2 separate regions of the Mus musculus genome follow, and region 1 is linked to region 2. A link is a contact called in public promoter capture Hi-C data. All regions are on one chromosome and are shown on one strand. The core of a region is the stretch at or near the end of the contact, and the rest is flanking DNA. Distances in the headings are between cores, read along the strand shown. Region 1 holds the start of Fermt3 (fermitin family member 3). Region 2 overlaps Nrxn2 (neurexin II).

Evidence for each region. Promoter capture Hi-C pulls out the DNA fragments that hold promoters and counts their contacts.
Region 1: a promoter capture Hi-C map of pre-B cells shows a contact between it and region 2, with 11 times the contacts expected there. A contact is called at or near these places in 13 of 39 promoter capture datasets (the 3T3-L1 cell line, 3T3-L1-derived adipocytes, the C10 cell line and 8 more), 27 of 484 Hi-C or Micro-C datasets (B cells, CD4 T cells, the G1E-ER4 cell line and 18 more) and 13 of 130 datasets of targeted methods (T-cell acute lymphoblastic leukemia, astrocytes, bone marrow-derived dendritic cells and 9 more).

What each region holds. Positions count from the first base shown.
Region 1 is chr19:7,016,496-7,021,144 of GRCm38.p6, reverse strand. It overlaps Fermt3 (fermitin family member 3), which reads left to right and starts at 1,676. Exons shown (of 15, transcript NM_153795.2): 1 at 1,676-1,867; 2 at 2,306-2,479. The coding sequence starts at 2,320. Stip1 (stress-induced phosphoprotein 1) reads left to right here. Exons shown (of 14, transcript NM_016737.2): 14 at 1-449. The coding sequence ends at 46.
Region 2 is chr19:6,500,813-6,505,372 of GRCm38.p6, reverse strand. Nrxn2 (neurexin II) reads right to left here. Exons shown (of 23, transcript NM_001205234.2): 18 at 317-498. Among named protein-coding and RNA genes, the nearest start is that of Gm52381, 5.8 kb to the right of the region's middle.

The DNA of each region.
Region 1 (4,649 bases), core at 427-2,926, 520 kb before region 2:
GAAGATCCAGAAGCTGATGGATGTGGGTCTCATCGCAATTCGGTGATAACTTGCTTTTCCCCCTCTTCCCTTCGCCAATGAGGAAGGCGAGCTGGGAAGGTGGCGAGCAGCACTGGGCAGAGGGGGGGAGAAGAAAGGCTTATCTTTATATTTATACATGCCTACAAGGAAGACAGACTCATCCAGCGCCACCTCGGGCCCTCCCAGCACACGCATGGTCTCTTCACTGCTGCCCTCAATCCGAGTGTCCTTCCCTGCCCAGTCCTAGCCTCCCCGTCACTGTCTCGGCTGCTCCCCCATAGTTGGTTATTTTTTATTTGGGGCAGTGGGTGCATACGGGGAGGGGAGGGTGTTCTTCCCAACCTAGGGTCCCAGCTGTCTTCACCTGTTCTTACCCACGTCCCTCCTCAATAAAGAAGCCAGTCAGGCGTGGTTATATGTTGCTACGGTCTCCAGTGACTTTCTTCTCTTAAGACACAGTAGTGCTGAATTGGAAGCCAACACAAAGCCTTTTCTTGATGGCCTTGAAAGAAAGGTCGCTGAAGAGTGAGCTGTTTGCTTTGTCAGGGTGGCCACTAGGTGGAAGTGTCGCTCAACAACTGATGACCTACCTGCATTCTGATCAGCTTTGGGTTGATGTTCTGTGCAGTGCAGTCTTAGAGTGAACCTGCTAGGTCAACACTAGAACCTAACCTAGACTCAAGGTGGGTCAGAAAGCAGGCCTGAGACTAATACTGACAACAGCTCCTGCTGCTCCAATCCTGAGCTCCACACCACTATCTTCCTCCCACACTGTGACCAACACTGAACTTCCTCATTTGCTCCCAAAAGACTGCTTCCTGGGCTAGCAAGATGCTGAGTCCAGCACCAGGCTGTACTATGTCTTACGTTAGCCTAAACTAGCTTCCTGTCCCAACCCCAGGACTCCTCAGAGCAGCCTCTCCTAGTCACACTTAAAAAGCCTTACCTTGGGAGGAGAGGTTGGCACATACCCTTAATCCCAGCACTTGGGGCAGAGCAGGCAGATCTCTGAGTTCAAGGCCAGCCTGGTCTGCAGAGTGAGTTCTGGGACAGCCAAGGCTACACAGAAACCCTTTCTGAAAAAAGAAAAAACCACGTCCATTAATGGTAGGCTGCTGCCCTGAAAAGTCTACGTTCCTGCTCAGTTCCTTAGAGCAATTTGCATCCCAGTGCCTGGCATGGACATGAGGCTGTTGGACCACCAGAACCCTCTAAAGAGACGGGATAAAGGGTCCTGGAGGAAATCACATTGAGGTTTTATGAGGCAGAGAGGCTCTAGCATGTCACTGGACAGATTTAAGGCTGGTAGGTTTGGAAACAAGTCCTGTTTAAAGGTGGGAAGGACTTCACTGCTGACTGTAGACAGTCCCACTAAGAGCAGGCTGGAGCCGGGCAGTGGTGGCGCACCCAGCACCACCAGGGCCAGGTGGATTTCTGAGTTCGAGGCCAGCCTTGTCTACAGAGTGAGTTCCAAGACAGCCAGGGCTATACAGAGAAACCCTGTCTTGAACAACAACAAAAAATAATAATAAAAGAAAAAAGCAGGCTGGAGGTGCAACCAGTAGATGCCTGGGGGTGGGGTAAAGAGAACTTTGTGGTGTCACCCCAGCACTGTTCTTCCCTCATTTCCTGTGGTAACAAAAGCAAGGGCCCCGTGGAGCCCTCTGCGTGCTGGCAGTGTGCTTCCTGTACCCAGCAACAGCCCGCCCTGGGGAGGGACTAGTACAACTTTCATGATAAGGCCACTACAGGCTGACCTCTGAAGGAAGCAACTGAGCAGGACCAGGCCAGACCAGGGTAACAGGTGTCCCACTGCCACCTGCAGCTGCAGCCCGTTGCAGGCTAGGTAAGTGAAAGACCCAGGAGGACTCACTTGTCCCCTGCTCCGCCATTCTGTGCAGAGCAGCCACACTTGCCACCACCCTAGAGGCTTGGGTTAGAGTACTGGCTGTGAGCTGTGGGCCAGGACTTGTTTCTGAGATAGGTGGGCCTGGCAGAACTGTGAGTAGGAGAGTTGACCTGTTCTGGTACCTAGCAGGGTACTTTACAATGAGTATTGGGCCTTGGTGTCCCCACCTGTGAAACCTGAATTGGCAGGACAACGTGGACTCTAAGGAACTGTCTCTTCAGCCCAAACACTTAGGATAGTAAGAGGGTTTTATATTGACTGGATCACAGTAGCTCTCTGTACCAGTGTCCCCAAAGCCTACCCACCTACCCAGGGTACCCTAGGACTCCTGCTTATTTCTAGGCAGCCCACTGTCTACTCACCTTGTCTCAGCAGAAACAGCCGCAGCCATGGCGGGTATGAAGACAGCCTCCGGGGACTATATCGACTCTTCCTGGGAGCTGAGGGTGTTTGTGGGCGAGGAGGACCCTGAGGCCCAGTCTGTCACACTCCGAGTCACGGGGGAGTCGCACATTGGTGGGGTACTTCTGAAGATCGTGGAGGAAATCAGTGAGTCCCCGTGACCCTATGTATCCAGTCATGACAGCTCTCCCTGGCTTTTCTAGGCCATTCTCGCCTCTACTCATAACCTTGTCACAGTGACTCAGGCAACAGTCTTTAATTATTTGGTTCCAAAGAAGGTATTTCTTCAACTTCCCCTCTCCATACTTCCTCCAGCTCCTACTGGTTCTGTCTAGTCTCCAAGAGACAGACAACATGGTCCCCTGTGTGTCTTGCCTGTGCCGAGGCTTATTATGTTCCTGAGGGATGGCTAGGAGGTTCCTGGGGACCTGGCACCTACTCTCCTAAATTTCCTCCCCAGCAAACCACTTGGCAGGCTGCTGACAGTGGGTGAGAGGCCCTGCCCCCACAGGAAGTTACGGCAGAGTAGGCTAGGGCGATATCAGTCACCCAGAAGGCCCCATGAGGCTTCTCATCAACTTTACCAGCAGAGAATGAGAGTTATCACTTCCTGGGAGGATGGCAGGAAAGCCCCGATAGTCAGAGCCGGAAGACATCCCACCATGAGCTCCCGATAGTCAGAGCCGGAAGACATCCCACCATGAGCTCCCGATAGCCAGAGACAGAAGGCATCTCACCATGAGTGTGGGTCCTAGGCCTCTGGAATTGGGACAGGGATAGAAGGCAGGTTTTCTAGACCCACCCAACCCTCTATGTGTATGCAGTCCAAGACGGACCAGAGTGACTGAGCAGGACAAGCCCCAACACAGCCAAATAACAGGGTTGAGACAGAAGGGAACTGCCGGAAGCAGGGCCCAAAGAGGCTGTGAAAGCAGAAGTGGGAAGAGGGTTAGTCCCTCAGAAACTGGATGTCAGACGAAGCTGGAGACTTGACATGGGTCAGGACAGAGGGGCTGGGGATGTTAGGAGTCTAGGGCAAGAACCCCAAGAGTGCTGAACACCCAGCCACCTAGACCTCACCCTGTACCACTGCTGGGCTCCATGGGCCAAGTCACTTCAGTTCCAGGATCTCAGTTCCCTGAAATAGGGGCATTATCCCCAGTCCTCCACTGCCAGGCGTGGTGAGGCCAACCTTCCTCATGATGGCATGCTGCTGCCAAAGGCTAAGAGCTTCCTGCAGGAGCTGACAGTAGACAGAACAGGAGATTTCTAGAGAGGCCTCTACAATAAGACAGACCTAGCCTTGATGCCAAGGACTTGAAAAGGCTTTGGGTTAGGGCCTCTGGACAGTAAAGACACCTGATTTGTGACAAGATGGGAAGGCAGCCCTGGTGGTGCCCTGACAGCCTGGGAGGTCCTGAAGCCTTCTTGAGCGACTAGGTGCTTCCCTTGAAAACAAAGGGCAGGGCTATGTTAAGGCAGACCTTTGCAGGACCCTTTGTTTGAAGGGGAGGCAGTCTGTAGCCAGGGAGACCCAAGCAGGCCATCCAATCATCTGGGGGAGAGATGATGAGGGCTCCAGAGGCCAAACAGGACAGAGAAAGGTGGTTTTAGAAGTGACTGTTGACAGCCGGGCGTGGTGGTGCACGCCTTTAACTCCAGCACTCCGGAGGCAGAGGCAGGCGGATTTCTGAGTTCGAGGCCAACCTGGTCTACAAAGTGAGTTCTAGGATAGCCAAGGCTACACAGAGAAACCAAAAAAAAAAAAAAAAAAAAAAAAAGAAGTGACGTTGACATTAACACAAGGTAGAACTAGAAGCAAACAGCATGGTGCTGGAGTCTCCAAGTCCTTGGTGGATGGATGATATGGGGAAGAACAGCTCTGTCCAGCTACAGTGGGCTTCAGCACACTTGGAAGGTGGGGCTAGTCCTGCTGCATTTAGTGTTCCAGAACTGGCAATGAGGCTGGGTGAATAGGAGTCTGGAGTGAAGGAAGCAATGGGTATGCCCTTAGAGCAGAGAGGTCCATGCCACTCAGATCTAGCAGAAGATAGCTTCTGAAGCCATCAAACAGGAGACCCCCAACCCCAGACAAGGACATGGCTGAGATTCCAGACTAAATCCCTGGAAAAGAGAAAAGGGGTAGACAGGACAGTCTCCTGAGGAGAACAAAGCCACAGTAAAGGTTGTTAGGCCTGGAGACCATCCCAACCATAGTGAATGCGCAGCCCACATTGCAAAACCCTGCCTTAAGTTTAAAAACTAAAAGCAAGCCGGGCGTGGAGGCGCACGCCTTTAATCCCTGCACTTGAGAGAC
Region 2 (4,560 bases), core at 1,968-4,467:
GGGCTCAAAGTCAAGACCAAGAGGCACAGGTGGCCACTGTTGGGCAAGTAGGTGTGACGGAGAAGACAGGGACAGCAGTGAGCAGCCACTTTGAAAGCTACAGTAGAATAACCTGGAAGCTCAGACCCCTGGGTGACTGGAAGACAACTGGCCAGCACTGGGTGGCTCCTGAGTGAACAAAAAACTTCAAGGAGTGAGGGAATGGGGCCCTGAGTTCTCCCCATGAAGGACAGTAGTGAGATGGCATCCCCACCACTGAGACCTGAGGGAATTGGGACTCAGGATGGCAGGATGGGCCCTGAGCTCCAGTCCTTACAATGTGCAGCTGCAAGTAGTCCCCGAGGCCGGAGGCACTGTCCACTCGCACCAGCACAGCGCTCCGCTGGTGTGTGCTGAAGCCTACGGCCAGGCGGTCCATCCGTGTACTGGGCCGGTCATTGGGAGGCCATGTATAGGTGATGAGCGCTCCCCCCTTCCCGAAGATGTATGTGGTCCCAGCTGCAGAGAGAAGAAAACGGAGAGGAAGAAATGTCAGTAGGTCCTTGCAGTTGGCTGGGGGCCAGAGCCTGAAGACACCAGGGTTAGAGTACTAGGGCTTCAGCTAGGAAGCCCACAGAAGCCACAGCCCTGTAGCTCCAGGTGCTCAGCTGAGGGCCCTGACAGATGTAGCTGCCTCAAGAATTCTAGCTTTAATGACAGGCATTCAGGTAGCACAGAGTGTGACCAGAGAGAGGCTGTGAGGAGCCCAGACAGCAAGAATGTCCGATGCAGGAAGGACCTTGGGTCTGCTCTGACCAGCTCCACCTCTCCCAAGTGCTTCTCCGGGACCCGAGCCAAGCAACACAGAGGCCTCAAGTGATGGCGGGAAGATGAGCAGGGCTGTGGGCAGCTGTGACTCATAGCTCCTTTTTGGCACCTTGCCAGTGCCAGCCCCTTTGTCCCCTCCCAGTCCCCCGGGAATCTTCCTGGTCTGTCCAGGGATCCTTGCTTCCACCCTCAGGCAAGGGTACCTGGGTGCCAAAGCCCAGAGGCCTGGAACCCTGCCCAGAAAGGAGGCGGCAAACACGGGAGGGGGGTGGGGGGACATGGGGAAAGTTGACAGCCAGAGGAGGAAGGAGGCAGAGAGACAGATGGACAGAGAAGGACAGAGAGGGATGTAGGTAAGGGAAGCGGGAGAGTGGGAGCCTGAGATGTAGGCTCCCTCTCCCAGCCCTCCCCCACCCCACCCTCTCTCCTCTTCGCCATCCGGCTGCCGGGGGCGGGTGTTAGGTCCCTAACGATCTCAGCCCCAAAATAAACCCCATTAGTCGCCATGTTCCCTCCTGCGGCTGACTGAGCTCCCTGGGGGTGGAGGTGGGAGTGGGAGGGGGGCTGGTCACCCAGTTTCCGGGAAGGGAGCCTTGCTGGGAGTCCTGAAGGACTAGACTCTTGGGCCTGCAGAAAGGGAAGGGGAGAGACTCATCCTGCATTCTTTAGGACATAACCAGAGCAGATGAGATGCATAAAGTGCCTGATTAAATGATCAGCTACTAACGACTCTTCTCAAGGCACTTCTTGAGATGGGGAAAGGAGTTCAAGGGAGGACCTAGCCAGGGAGAAAGGGATGCAGATGGAGACTGGGCATGGAAGCCTGCAGCAAGCCAGTAGGGAACACAGTGGAGAACTCTGGTCTAGGGGAAGCAGGGACCCGGGGTCTCTCACCCAGTGGGCCCCTAGTAGTCTGGGCAGTCTGGTGGAAAGAGGGATCCATCAAGGAACTCTAGGTCCCCAGGAGAGGGAGGGGACTTCTGAGTGCTTTGAGAGGCTGGGAAGGGAAGGGGGGCTTCAGTCTGGCATCAGAACTGGTGAGACTAGAGCAAGAGAAGGCACTGGTCCCCTGCTCTTCCCTGAGCTTCTTCCTTGTCTCCTACCCTCCTGACAGAGTAAGAATGGGGAGGGACCTCAGGGGCAGGGCAGACATGGAGAAACCACGTGGATGTCTAAAATTGTCATCTTTTTGCAGCCTGTAGTTTGGAAAGCACCCCAGCAGACGGGGGGGAGAGCAGCTTTGGCCCTGCAGGCTCAGGTGTGCCTTCTACCTTAGACCCTAGAGGTACAGTGAGGAAGGCTGGGCCTTCGGGTCCCAGTGAGAGGTACACAGAGAGCATCACCTCCATACTCACTGCAGGCTACCTGACTGCCTAGTAAGGGCTGGGCCTGGAGAGCAGAGCCAAGTGGCTATGCCTCAGCCAGTACAGTCTCTCAGCTCCCAACACTGCAGCACTCCAGAAAATCGGCTGTTTCCATGACAACCATAATACCCAGGGTCCTCCCTCTCCCTTTCACTCACAAGCTGCACGTTGAATTTGGGAGATTGGGTTTGGGGAGCAGAGATGTTGACCTTCCTCTACACACTCCCTGACCCCCGGGTTCCAGGGCCTCCCCGGGAGAGGGCTATTTCATCAGGCTGTTTGGTCCTTTAACACCAGGGAAGGAAACTCCATCTACATGGAGTCTGGTCCCAAATCTGCCAGGTCTAAAAAGGAGGCCCTTCCTGCCGGCTTTCCTGCTGGAAGCCATCAGCACGCTCATCACCATGGACAGCGCCATTCCTGCTTCTATAGCACCGGAACAGCAGCAAGCCAGGTGCCGGGTTAGACAGGAAAGCCGGAGAGATCTGAGATGTGTGCCAACAACCCAAGTCCCAGCCCTTACAAGGAGACCCAGCTCCAAGTGACGCACACCTAGACCCCACACCCACGCGCGGGTCGCGAGGCACCCAACTGCACACAAAGCCCCAGACCGGAGAGGCAGACCCCGCCACAGGAGTCGAGGCAGCCAGGGAAACATGGCGGTAAACGCACAAAGACAGGCCTCCGCGGGCGGCCAAGGGCAGGGGCCGGCGAGGTACAAATGGGCGCCCGCGCCCCAGCCCTCCCGCTTCCCAGCCCCGGCCTCCCCCAGGATTTATGATCCAGCTGTTCTCACACTGCAGCCAGTTTACTGTGCTGGGCGGACCTGTTAAAGCCGAAGGGCATTTATTATACTGTGGGGGGGAACCAGGGTGGAGAGACACTTCTTGGGCAGAAGAGGGAAAGGATGAATGGTTTATTGGGCTGGGGCTGCAGTAATTACCCCAGGGAGACATTTCTCTCCCCAGCACCACTGCTCCCGCACGGGCGGGGACAGAGGGCTTGGTTTACGAGGAGGTCGGGTGCTGGAGGCGGAGCTTCTGCCAAGCCCCGCCCCTCCGGCCACGCTCCGGAGGCGCTTCCCACAGCTCTGCCAGGCAAGCAAACTCTCTAGCCCTCCCAGAAGAAGGCATGCCAGCCTTGGTGCCCAGGATAACACTCCACATCTGTAACTTGACAGCATCCAGAAAGGTTTTGAGAAGCAAAGGGGACTAAAGCAGGCTCCAGTGTTGCCCAAGACTGGTATAGACCAATTGTTCTTTTCCACACTGGTAAATTGGGAGCTGACTATGCATAGCATGCTGGCCAGACCCACACCGCTGGAAGCCCATGGCAAGAGTTTCTAATCAGACATAAGATGTCACCTTCTGCACACATTCAACAGTCACCTCAATGCTTCCTAGACCCAGAAATTCACAGAGCCATAAAACACTAGATATGATCATATAGTCAACACATGCATGCACACACACACACATCCCTACATTCTAGAAAGAAAACAACTAACCATCAACAATGTTTCAGGAACCCAGACTCACAGCATTTACTCCATTTAAAAACTGCCCGTGCAGTCATGCCCCGGGGGCTCAAAGCACACATGCGGCTCTGTGTGCCAGTGCCCCAGGAACATCAGAAGCCAGCACAGAAGCTTTCTGGGAGATCTAGAGCGGTCAAGGGATAAGGCCTCTGCATTATCCAGAAAAGCCCGGGTCTTAGGTGCTTTCTGTTATCAACAAATCTTCCCAGGAGAACACCACAGCCAGGGGGTGGGGCTTCTGCACAGGCCCTGACAGCTAAACTCTCTCTTCATCTACATACCTCAGCTCTTAGCTTCATCCTGGCCATACACCATTCAGTCAGGAATCTAAGTTATATACTCATCCACAGAACCAAACTACATGATAGCCCTCTTCTGCTGGAAGCTGCTGAACTGAGTGGGAGTTGGTCTGCCTTCGTGGGCTCTCGGGAGGACTAGAAAAGAGCTCATCAAAGATTCAGAGACCAGTACTGGGATGAAGGGGTCCATGACCAGAAAGACCAGAAAGGTGTCATCTCCTCTGTCCATTTTAGGTCCCAGGTGTGTTGGTCACCCCATACCCTACAGTGACATCAGGTACAGAAATGTCAGGTGGGAAGGGACATTATGTAATGGGAGGGCTTGGGGGATGGGAGGGAGAGTGGGAAAGCTGTGAGCAGGGAAGAAGGCAAGGAGACTCAGTAGAGAAGCAGAGAAGCAGGTGTCCATGCAGAGAGAGAGAGAGAGAGAGAGAGAGAGAGAGAGAGAGAGAGAGAGAGAGAAAGAGAAAGTGCACTGCCCTCACACTAGGGAGCCTTGGAGCAGGAGGAAAGCTGGCTGGCCTCCAGCCCAGGGAGGCGTCCCAGGGGAGGC